Regions from separate parts of the Capra hircus genome. Here region 1 is linked to region 2. A link is a contact called in public Hi-C data. All regions are on one chromosome and are shown on one strand. Each heading gives the region's core, a stretch centred on a gene start, on an enhancer-like site or on the middle of the called end of the contact. The rest is flanking DNA. Distances are from core to core; before and after follow the strand shown. Region 1 has its middle 15 kb from the start of LIPE. Region 2 holds the start of LOC102172184 (carcinoembryonic antigen-related cell adhesion molecule 6).

The links. A called contact is a pair of places that touch in the nucleus more often than the background predicts.
Region 1: a Hi-C map of blood shows a contact between it and region 2, with 8 times the contacts expected there. The contact joins the enhancer-like site here to the promoter of LOC102172184 in region 2. A contact is called at or near these places in 2 of 5 Hi-C or Micro-C datasets (both in blood).

Annotation. Positions count from the first base shown.
Region 1 is chr18:51,761,658-51,767,410 of ARS1.2, reverse strand. No RefSeq gene overlaps it. Among named protein-coding and RNA genes, the nearest start is that of LIPE, 15 kb to the left of the region's middle. Within about 2 kb of position 3,025, at least 1 of the 5 cell types and tissues checked has an H3K27ac peak or open chromatin away from gene starts, as enhancers often do.
Region 2 is chr18:51,708,260-51,713,399 of ARS1.2, reverse strand. It overlaps LOC102172184 (carcinoembryonic antigen-related cell adhesion molecule 6), which reads right to left and starts at 1,913. Exons shown (of 7, transcript XR_001919501.1): 1 at 1,729-1,913; 2 at 482-841.

The DNA of each region.
Region 1 (5,753 bases), core at 1,776-4,275, 53 kb before region 2:
CAACCAGGCTCAGACTCAGCATCCCCATCACGAGAGGCATTGTTACCCTGGGCCTTCTGACGTGCTGCACCAAGAAGGCAAGCATCCTTTCTGCAGTGTCGGTGCCCAATACGCATACTCTGAACGTAGTCACGACGAAACATCACATAAGCCCAAGTGGAGGCACATTGTACAAAATAACTGACAGTATTCTTCCAAAGTGTCAAGGTCTTGAAAGATAAGGGAGCCTGAGAAAGTGCCTTAGACAGGAGGAGAGCAGGAGAGATGACAACTTTCTTCACTGTGGGATCCAGGATTGGACTCTGAGCAGGAAAGGGACATCAGTGGATGATTAGCAAATTCTGAAGATGTGTCCATTAGCTGATAGCATGTGTCACTGCTAATTTTCCAGTTTCCATAACTGTATTACGGTTATGTGTGGCGTTATTTGAAAACAACTGTGTAGAGTTTGGATCTATTGGAACTCTGATCGTTTTTACAACATTTTTTTAAGTTTGAAAAGTGAAAAGATAAAAATAAAAAAGTACACTAGATATCTGTGCGGACACAATGAGTTAATATGTGTAAAGCGCTTAGGAGAAGCCTGCCACAAAGATTAACACATGGAAGCTACTATTATATGTAACACTACAATTAATAAGTAATCTTACAAAGAATTATTCTATTATTATAAGTGATAATAACTGTCGTCACATCTCAGCTATTTCTTTTTTCCCCTCTTCCCTGGGAAAAGCATATTAAGCATGTATGTGGTTATTTGGGGGCTTCCCTGGTGGCGCAGCAGTAAAGACTCTGCCAGCAATGCAGGAGGTGCAGATGACAAGGATTTGATCCTGGTTCAGGATGATCCCCTGGAGGAATGCATGGCTACCCACTCTAGTATTCTTGCCTGGAGAATTCCATGGACAGAGGAGCCTGGTGGGCTACAGTCCAGAGCGTCACAAAGAGTCGGTCATGACTGAAAGGACTTAACACACGTATGCATGTGGTTACTTTAAGAGATAAAGCAAGATAAGATTTTATTCGGAGTATTTCTGAGCAGGAGTATTGTGTACTGTTATTTCTTCTTGCCAGACTTGGTCCAGCACTGCAAACTACCCTTGTCTGAGAAACCATTGAGCCCAGCCGCCAACCCCGGTTTCCTGTGGTTTATAATTGCGCCACCTGGCGGCTCAGTGTTGTTGTTCAGTTGATCAGTCCTATCCGACTCCTTGAGACCCCATGGGCTGCAGCTCGCCAGGTTTCCCTGTCCTTCGCCATCTGGAGTTGGCTCAAACTCATGTTCACTGAGTCGGTGATGCCATCCAACCATCTCATCCTCTGTCGTCCCCTTCTCCTGCCTTCAATCTTTTCTAGCATCAGGGTCTTTTCCAATGAACTGGCTCTTTTCCTCAGATTGCCAAAGTATTGGGGCTTCAGCATCAGCCCTTCCAGTGAATATTCAGGGTTGATTTCCTTTAGGATTGACTGGTTTGGACTGCAAGGACTCGGGGTGGCTCAGTGAGCTTTCCCCAACTCGTCGTTCTTGTGTCTTAGTGGCTACTTTACTCAAGTCGCAAAGTCATACAGGACTGAGTGACCAACACTTTCCTCAGTTTTGCTGAACCCTTAGTAAGTTCACATTATTGAGTGTTTACTTCTCACAACAGTTGTATAAGCCAAGTGGTATTTTATTCATTTTAAGATGCTAAAACTGAGGCTTAAAAATGTTAAGCATCCAGACTTCCCTGGTGGTCCACTGGTTAAGAATCCGCCTGCCAGTGCAGGGGATACTGGTTTGATCGCTGGTCAGGGAAGACCATGCCACGAAGCAGCTAAGCCCGTGAGCCACAACTGCGGAGCCCACGCGCCCTAGAGCCCCTGCTCTGCAACTAGAGAAGCCACCACGATGAGAAGCACATGCACCGCAACCAGAGAGTAGCCCCCACTCCTGGCAATAAGAGAAGGCCCATGCGCAGCAACGAAGACCCAGTGCAGTCAAAAATAAATGACATAAATAATAAATAATTTTAAAATGTTAAGCATTTTGTCCAGGGTTGCAAGGTAAGTGATGGAGCCAGGAACTGGATCTCGGTACCCCTGAATTCAAGCCTGAGTCTGAAGGTCCAGGTGAGTCTAAACATGTCGCCGTGTTTGAGAATTATTGGTAGAGAGCAGTGGCTCCACTGGGGACTGGATCCCCCTGCAGGGAACATTTGGCCTTGTCTGGAGATATTTTTGGCTGTATTAACTGGGGGGTGGGCAGGGAGAGGCCGCTAATCGGCTTCTAGAGGGTAGAGGCCACTCAGATGTTGCTAAAAACATGTTACCAGACCACCCCACCACCTGACAACTGAGAATTATTAAGCTCTAATGTCAGCAGAGCTGCTATGAAACCAGGGTGTCCCGTCTCCTGAAAGTGAAAGTGTTAGTCGCTCAATAGTGTTTGACTCTTGCGACCCCATGGACTGTAGCCCACCAGGATTCTCTGTCCATGGGATTTCCCAGGCAAGAATACTGGAGTGGGTAATATTGTGTTCTCCAGGGGATCTTCCTGACAGAGGGATCGAACCCAGGTGTCCTGCATTGGAAGCAGATTCTTTACTGTCTGAGCCACCAAAGTCTTGTAAAGAGAGGCCAGTCTCCTAAGAGCAAAATTTTGAACTTAGAAACCTGAGGATTTATTCTTCCACTTAGATATATTTACCTAGCACCTTGCCGGGTCATGGGAGTGATGTGGAAACAAGACACCAGGCTGTGCCAGTGGCAAGGTTATAGCACAGAAGGGAGCGGTTGGGTAGGAGACACACTGACACTCAACTCAAGGTGGAACGCGGACTGTGCAGAGAGTCCAGTCGGGGCCGAGCTTGTGCAGGGGAGGGAGGGCTCACGTTTGCCTCTGGGCCACATCAGGGCGGCTGTGGGAGCAGAACCGAGCTGGTGGGAAGACACAAGAGCAGCTGGGGAGCAGCCGAGGTTCCGAGATTCCGGCTGAGAGGAACACGGGCCCTTGTTAGCGTGGGGTGTGTGGGGGGATGGCCGGGAAAGGCGGCTGTGACTGGAGCTTGGAGTCCAGGCTGAGGTCTCCAGCCTGGGGGCCCATCACAGCGGTGGAAAAGGCTTCCCTCCCAGAATGCTGGTCTAGGGCCTCCCCCGCCGGGCCATGGGGCCCAGCGGCTTCCACAGAACTCTATAAGAGAGAAGATGCTGGAAATGGGTGCAGTAGGGTAGACTCCTGATTTTAGGACCCACTTGATGCTGAGTATGTAACAAAGCTGCTTCACTTCAAAGTGGCGCTTGGGGATATGGTCACTTAGAGTGGGAACATAGGTGGGGAGGGGGTCCCTTCTGCACAGTTGTTCTGCTAAGGGCTGGGCCACTCCGGCTATAAGGTACAGTGGGGTGGATTTGGAGCTCCTAACCCACGATCTGCTTCCTAAAGGTGAGCTGTTCAAAGAGGGCTTGGTGTGGTCACAGCTTCGAACACAGGTACTACCTGGTGATGTGATTTTTTGGTTTATCACCTTACCATGAAATAGCATTAAGAATTGTTGGGGCACGTCTAGTGTACTAGGAAGAATATAATCGAGGTTGACTGACTGATTGGACACAAACTTGCCTTCAACACCCTCTCTGCACGGCCTCCAGGCCCAGTCCCCAGGACAGTCAATACCCCCGGACAGGGACTTGGGGGAGAGGTAAGGTCCTCTCCCGCCAGCTACCCTTGCAGACACTCCATACACACGGGCTCCTTTAACTTCACGACATTCTTAGGGTTTACATTCAGTTCATTCATTTTTGTAAACAAAGAAACAGGCGTCCAGACAGATTAACTCACCGCTAATCCCTGTAGCCTGCAGAGGCTACATTTTACCGCGTGTGCGGTCATGCTCTTTCCTGTTTGGCCACGTTTCTCCCCCCTTTCTATCTTTCATAGAGTGGACTTTTTTTTTTTTTTTTACCTGTGTGTGAGCTGCTGGAGCGGAGAAGGCAATGGCACCCACTCCAGTACTCTTGCCTGGAAAATCCCATGGACAGAGGAGCCTGGTAGGCTGCAGTCCATGAGGTTGCTAAGAGTCGGACACGACTGGGTGACTTCACTTTGATTTTTCACTTTCATGCATTGGAGAAGGAAATGGCAACCCACTCCAGTATTCTTGCCTGGAGAATCCCAGGGACAGGGGAGCCTGGTGGGCTGTTGTCTGTGAGGTTGCGCAGAGTTGGACACGACTGAAGCAACTTAGCAGCAGCAGCAGAGCTGCTTGAGACTGTGGACATCAGCATTAGTGGCAGCAACAGGAAGAGGGAAGAGATTAGAACCTTCATTTCACCTGTCAATGCTGCTGCGCGTCATTTGAAGAGTGTGTGTCAGGTTACCAGTGAGAGGGTGTCCACTTCTCTTGGCTGTTCAGGCTGTGCGTGGTATGTGGCTGGGGGAGTGGGGTCGGGTCTGGGCTTTACTCCCAAGCCAGCATTTCCACTAAAGGGCTGGAAGGGCCGAGTGGTGCTTGGCCTTGTTAGGTAACAGGTTGGACCTTGTGTTTTATGGGAATCCGGGAGGCAAAACTGGCCAAACAAAAGAATGAAGCCTTCCTAGGAACACAAGAGGGTGACTGGTAACCTGGCCGCTGTACTCGTCCCCTCCCTCCCGCCCCCCCAACCCTGCAACGTGCTGGGTTTTCTTCTGGCTTGCTTGAATTTCCTTATACGTCTGAGTGATGTTTTCTAGCTCAGTGTCTGGCAGGAAAAGTGAGGCCTAAGGGTTGGCAAAGAGGGTGACACGGCCTGTCTCGCCTCTGTCCTCCCTGCTCCCAGCCTCAGCACAGTTCCAGACATCGTGGTGTCTCTACTGTGGACAGCGTCCTCCAAGTCTGTGGCCGCATAAGGAGGGAAGCAGAGAGGATGGAGGAGAGGCTCTTCTCTCCTGTCCAGAACCCTGCCCTGGGGCACTGGGTCTAAGCAGTCCTCCTTGTTGGTGCTCAGGCAGGTGGCTGTGGCCTCTTGGTTCCTGCCTAAAGCAGAGGGACCTGGGCTGGTGGAAGACCCTCAAGGCTGGTCCAAGGGGGTTTGAGAAGCAAGAGCCACAGCAGGGACTGTGTTTGCCCAGGCTTCTGTGGCTCTTGATGTGAGATCTTGTTTGGAATCAGTCCAAGATGAAAGAAGGAAGTGATACTGGGGCTGGGCCCTGGGACCCTTTGCTGCAGTGCTTGCATCTGGATACACCTCTCTCTGGGCAACAAAATACAAAGAAACTGAAGTGGAAAGCGAAAATGTTAGTCGCTCAGTCATGTTTGACTCTTTGAGACCCCATGGACTATAGCCCACCAGGCTCCTCTGTCTATGGAATTCTCCAGGCAAGAATGCTGGAGTGGGTTGCCATGCCCTCCTCCAGGGGATCTTCCTGACCCAGGTATGGGACCCAGGTCTCCTTCACTGCAGGCGAATTCTTTACCTTCTGGGCCACCAGGGAAGCCCCAGAGAAGCTATGCTGTGCTGTGCTTAGTTGCTCAGTTGTGTGCGATTCTTTGTGACCCCATGGACTGTAGCCCACCAGGCTCCTCTGTCCATGGTATCTCCAAGCAAGAATGCTGGAGTGGGTTGCCATGCCCTCCTCCAGGGGATCTCCTGACCCAGGGATGCGACCCAGGTCTCCTGCGTTGCAAGCAGCTTCTTTACCATCTGAGCCGCCAGGGGAGCCCCAAAGAAACTATATAGGATGAAAAGCTGTGCGCATGTGCAGTTGGGGCAAATTCTGGACAAAAGATATGAAGAGA
Region 2 (5,140 bases), core at 664-3,163:
GGAATCATCCGCCCCAGTCAGCCCTGCCTGGGAGGCCAACACCCACCAGCGGCACAGGTTCCCCACAGTCGCTGGAGCTGGAACCCTGGGACGGGGTCTGGAAGGGGCTTCCCCGTGGGCCTGAGCTGCTCTGTCAGGGTCCCTCAGGCCAGGGCCCTGCTGGTCCTGCAGGATCTTCCTCAGGGTCATGGTCGCAGGGAGGGAGCCGGGGGGGCTGGACTGAGAGTGCTCTCCCTCTGCTGAGCCCCTCCCGTCAGACCGGCCTCCTTTCTGCAGTGTCTGCAGGGCCCAGATCCCCAGAGTGGAAGTCGGACCCTTTGGAGTTTGTCTCCACAGTGTGTGCCCTGCACTGAATGTTCAAACCCCAATACGGGACATAACGTAGAGGGAGATGGAGGCGCCATCCGGGTCTGTTAGTCCTGCGGAGTGTGAACAGAATTCACCTCACCCAACACCCCGAGGTCAGAGAGGAAGCACTCACGGTGTATGTGGAGGTGTCCAGTCTGTCTTTCTGTCTGTAAATCCTTCTTTGTAACGAGCAGGGTGTAGGATCCTGTGTCTTTCTGGGTGACGTTCCGGATCAGCAGGGTTCCGTTGGGGTAAAGTGTCTCCCGTCTGCTGTACACAGGCCCATTGGTAGTTGCATTAGTGTCTACCCTATATGATGCAATTAGCTGGGTGTTTTCTACCCTTTCTCCTCTGTACCAGCCATAGCCTAGAGGATTCTCTGACACGTTGCGGACAAGTAGAAGAACATCGGACCCTTCTGCAGCAAGGGGGGGCACCGTTTCAATAGTAGGCTGGGCAGTGGTGGGTGGGGTCCAGAAAGTTAAGAGTGAGACTAGGAGGGAAGAGAGAGAAATCGGTTAATATTGTGACCTGTGTGGGGGATGGGAAAATGGTGCCCTGGGTCCTGAGCTGGTCTCCTCATCCCTCAGCCTTAGTGTGGGTGTGTGTGCATGTTTGTGTGTGTGTGGTTCAAGGTCAGCAGCATGACCCCCGTCACTTCAGCCCTTCTGGGCTCGTTTTTTCCTCTGCTTCCCCAGCTGTCCCTGGCTCACCCCCTCGCTGCCCTCACACGCCTGCTCACACTCAGGGGCCTCTTGGGAGATGACCCCACAACGACCAGCTGCTGTAAAGACCCTCCGTGCTCACTGCTGACCCTTCCCCGCTCCGGTTCATGCGTGACGCCTGGAGCACCTGCCAGCACACTCTCCATCTCTCTGCTTGTCTGTCTTCCTCCCCACAGAGCGCGGGCTCCGTGAGGGCAGGGGCTTGTCTGATCCTGCTTGAAACCCAGGGCCTGGACCAGGCTCCAGACATTAGTACCTGGGGATGAAGGAAGGAGAGTTCCCAGGAATTCCACAGCCTGGTTTTGTCAGTTTCTAAGGGTGCCGCGTAAGGACAGTGTTTACTGTCCCGGTTATGTGTTTTTCTGTAGTGACACCCAGACATAAATTATTATTATCATCATCAGTTTTCAACAATCACTGCTCAGTGAAGAATAACTGATAAAACCTACAGCAGTTGAGTCTTCCTGCCCCTCACCAGCTCTAGCTCATGCAGAGTCCCCTGTGGCTGAGCCCCCTCTCCCCTGGTCCTCTGTCCTCTGCCCTCAGGTCTGAACAGAAGCCCTCTGTCCCCTCTCAGAGCCCCGTCTCCCCCAGGGACCAGCCAGGCTCTCGTTCTCCAGTCTCTGCCCCCTCCCTGAAAACTGTCCCCTCTCACCTGCCAGCAGGAGCCTGCTCCAGGGGACATGCCGCCTGCTTGCAGGGCCTGACGGGGGCTCCATGGTGCCTGCTGTCTGCTGTGTCCCTCTCTCTGTGAGGAGAACTTCCTCTCCAGAAACGCTCACAAGCCCTGCAGTCCTTGTGTGAGCTCTGCTATCCTTCCCTCTGTGTGCTGGGCCTGCCGGGGCAGGAGCACTTCGCTGGGTCACGTGGCCCAGCCCCATGGGGCGGGGTCTCTACCCGGAGCCCACACTCTCCCCTCCCCTCTCATTCCCGCCTGCCTTCTCTCTTCTTCCCTCTTCCCTTTCTGTTACATTTCATTTGCCTGCAAACTGCGGCTGTTTCTGCCTTTTGCAGCTTGACTTCTCACCCTAAACACGCACACACATACACAATTTCCCCCGTTGTTGGGGAGAGCACCACCCCGGGGCTCAGTGTCCTGGGCGTTCCGCCATAGGTCTCAGTTGGGGGGTGCACAGTCAGCCTCCCCACTTCCACAGTCTCCAGTCTCATCTTCCCCTTCTGGCTTTCTTTCCCCTTCAGAGCAGGAGCCTGGGGGGTGGGGAGGAGGTGCATCAGGAACTCTTGTCACAGGGACGTTATCCCCATGGTGCATGGGAATCACCTGTGGAGCTTCGTGAAGACTTTGAACCCAGGAGGCACCTAAGAAAAGCTGCTTCAGCAGCCGCACAGGTTACGTGGTTGCCCAGCATGGCTGAGACTCCAGAATGTGGGGTGGGAGCAGCCTCTCCCAAAATTCTATGCACAGGGAGGGTCTGCAGATACTATTAAAATGCAGAGCCTGACTCAGCAGGTGTGCGGTGGACCTAAGAGTCTGCATCTAACAAGCTCTCGGGTGATGCTGGCCATACTGGACGGTGGGGCACACTTTGAACAGGAAGGCTGATGGTGACAAGTCAACCAAGAGGCCCACCCACCCCCCCAGTGCCGGCCTCTGCCGTGTTCTGGTCTGGGGTCTGTCAGCACAACACAGACTCCCTGGGGTCTCCAAACCAGGATATTATTTCCCTTTGTAACACTGGGGGCTTCCCTGGTGGCTCAGCTGGTAAAGAATCCGCCTGCAATGCAGGAGACCAGGGTTCAGTCCCTGGGTGGGGAAGATTCCCTGGAGGAGGGCACAGCAACCCACTCCAGTATTCTTGTCTGAAGAATCCCATGGACAGAGGACCCTGGCGGACCACAGTCCATGGGGTCGCAGAGTCAGACTCCACTGTCACGTTGAGGGTCTTCCCAGGGTTCTCAAAGGCTGTGAGAAGGTTGTGTTCTATTCCCACCGAAAGAAAAGGACTGAGGGGCTGGAAAGGGGGCGTGAATAATGCCTGGTGAGAGGGATCCTTCTTTCTCCTTGGGGGTCTAGTGGGGCCACCACTTCCAGGGACACACACTGAAGACCTGAAGGAATGGTAGTTCCTAATGGTGTGAAGTGGGCCCTCTCCTGGCTGGATGGAGGAGGTGATGGAGTCCAGTGTGGGCGGCTAGGAGGACTGTGAACTGAAGTGACACCGGTGAGGGTCCAACTCTGCTGGGCGGAGGGAGATCTGAGGCCCTTGGGGAGACTCGAGGCTGTGGAGTAACTCTGCTGCCCTCTGGTGGACAAGGGAGGAAATGCAGCAGTCCCCACACCACGCTGTTGTGCCTAACATCGTGCGCACGGCCTTTCTCTAGTTGTCGTGCGTGGGCTTCTCATTGTGGTGGCCTCTCTTGTTGCGGAGTTCCCTGTCTGAAGTTCCTTATTATTATTATTAAAAAATAATAATTGTTTTTCTACTTCTGGTTGCGCTGGGTCTTTGCGGCCGCACTCAGGTTTTCTCTAGTTGCGGTGAGCAGGGCTGCCCTTCCGAGCGGTGCGGTGCCTTCTCTTGCTGTGGAGCACAGGCTCTAGGGCATGCGGCCTTCCGCAGTTGTGGCTCTAGGGCTCAGCAGCTGTAACACATGAGCTTAGTTGCTCTGAGGCGTGTGGGAGCTTCCCGGGGCCAGGGATCAAACCCGTGTCTCCTGCATTGGTGGGTGGATTCCCAACCTCTGGACCACCAAGGCAGCCATGGATGGTAGTTTGGGCCGAGACATTTGCTTGCAGAGAAGGCAGATCTGTATCCAGAGTACCTGCCTGTCCCAGTAAGAACAGAATGCTGCCCTTTTATCACAGAGATGGTTCACTGAAATCAGCCTGCCGCCAGGTAACTGGCTGATCACCCTGCGGAGCAGTGCCCTACCTAAGGCCCGGCGGGTCTGGGGGCTGACAGACTGGGCCCTGAGCGGCGGCTGTAGCCAGGTCAGCCTTGGTGAGTGGAAGTCCGTGTTGCTGAGCCCATGTATGACTTCCATCCTCGCCGCCGTGGCCACTACATTCAAGGGCCTACCAGTCGAAGGCAGGGGTAGCTGGGGAAAGAGGCCGACTGGGGCTTCCCTGGTGGCCCTGCCGTTGAAAATCCGCCTGCCAGCGCAGGGGATGTGGGTTCAATCCCTGGTCTGGGGAGATCCCACATGCCACAGGGGCAACTAAGCCCATGTGCCACAGCTACTGACCCGGGGCTCTAGAGCCCATGGGCTGCAACTACTGGAGACTGCACACCCTAGAGCTTGTGCTCTGCAATAAGAGAAGCCACTGCAAAGAAGAGTAGCCCCCACTCACTGCAACTAGAGAAAGCCCGCGCACAGCAGTGAAGACCCAGCGCAGCCAAAAATAAGTAAATAAATGTTAAAAAAAGAGAGGCTGACGGATGTCCACAGAACAGGTCATTCTATCCACTTGATTATTTAAATCTCTTCTGCTGAGGTGAATGGTGAGCATTCAGAGAGGTTTATCCATGTATTTCTTCCCCAGATCTCCTTGACACCAATTTTCCAGTCATGTTCTCAACCAAATCCCTGACGGCCCAGCCAAGCCATTGGCCACAGCCCGTGAATCAGTGTATAATCACACCTCTGGCCATTTCTCTTTGCAAGTGAAATGGACAGTCAGGTGCCCTGCCTGAAGTTCCTTCTTCTGCCCCTGGCCCCCGCAGAGGATTTCTCTTCACTCGGGCTTTCAGGGAAGTTTCAGAAAGGGTCTAGCGTGCTGCAGTTTTTCCCTTTCACGTGGTGTCTGCATATCAAGCAGAACTCTCTGTAAACTAGTCGCAAGTTTTCTCTCTTTCCATTTATTGATTAGCGGGAATTCCCTGGTAGGGGGGCACAGGTGTGGCTCAGAGAGAGAGCCCATGCAACAGGAGAGGGATCAATGGTATCTGGGCTACCACTTCTCTGTTAATTGATTTTTGCCTGTGCTGGGCCTTTGTTGCAGTGCACAGCCTCTCTCTAGTGGTATGCGGGCTTCTCACTGTGGCGGCTTCTCTTGTTGCGGAGTACAGGTTCCAGGCACTCGGGCTTCGGGACTTGAGGCACACAGG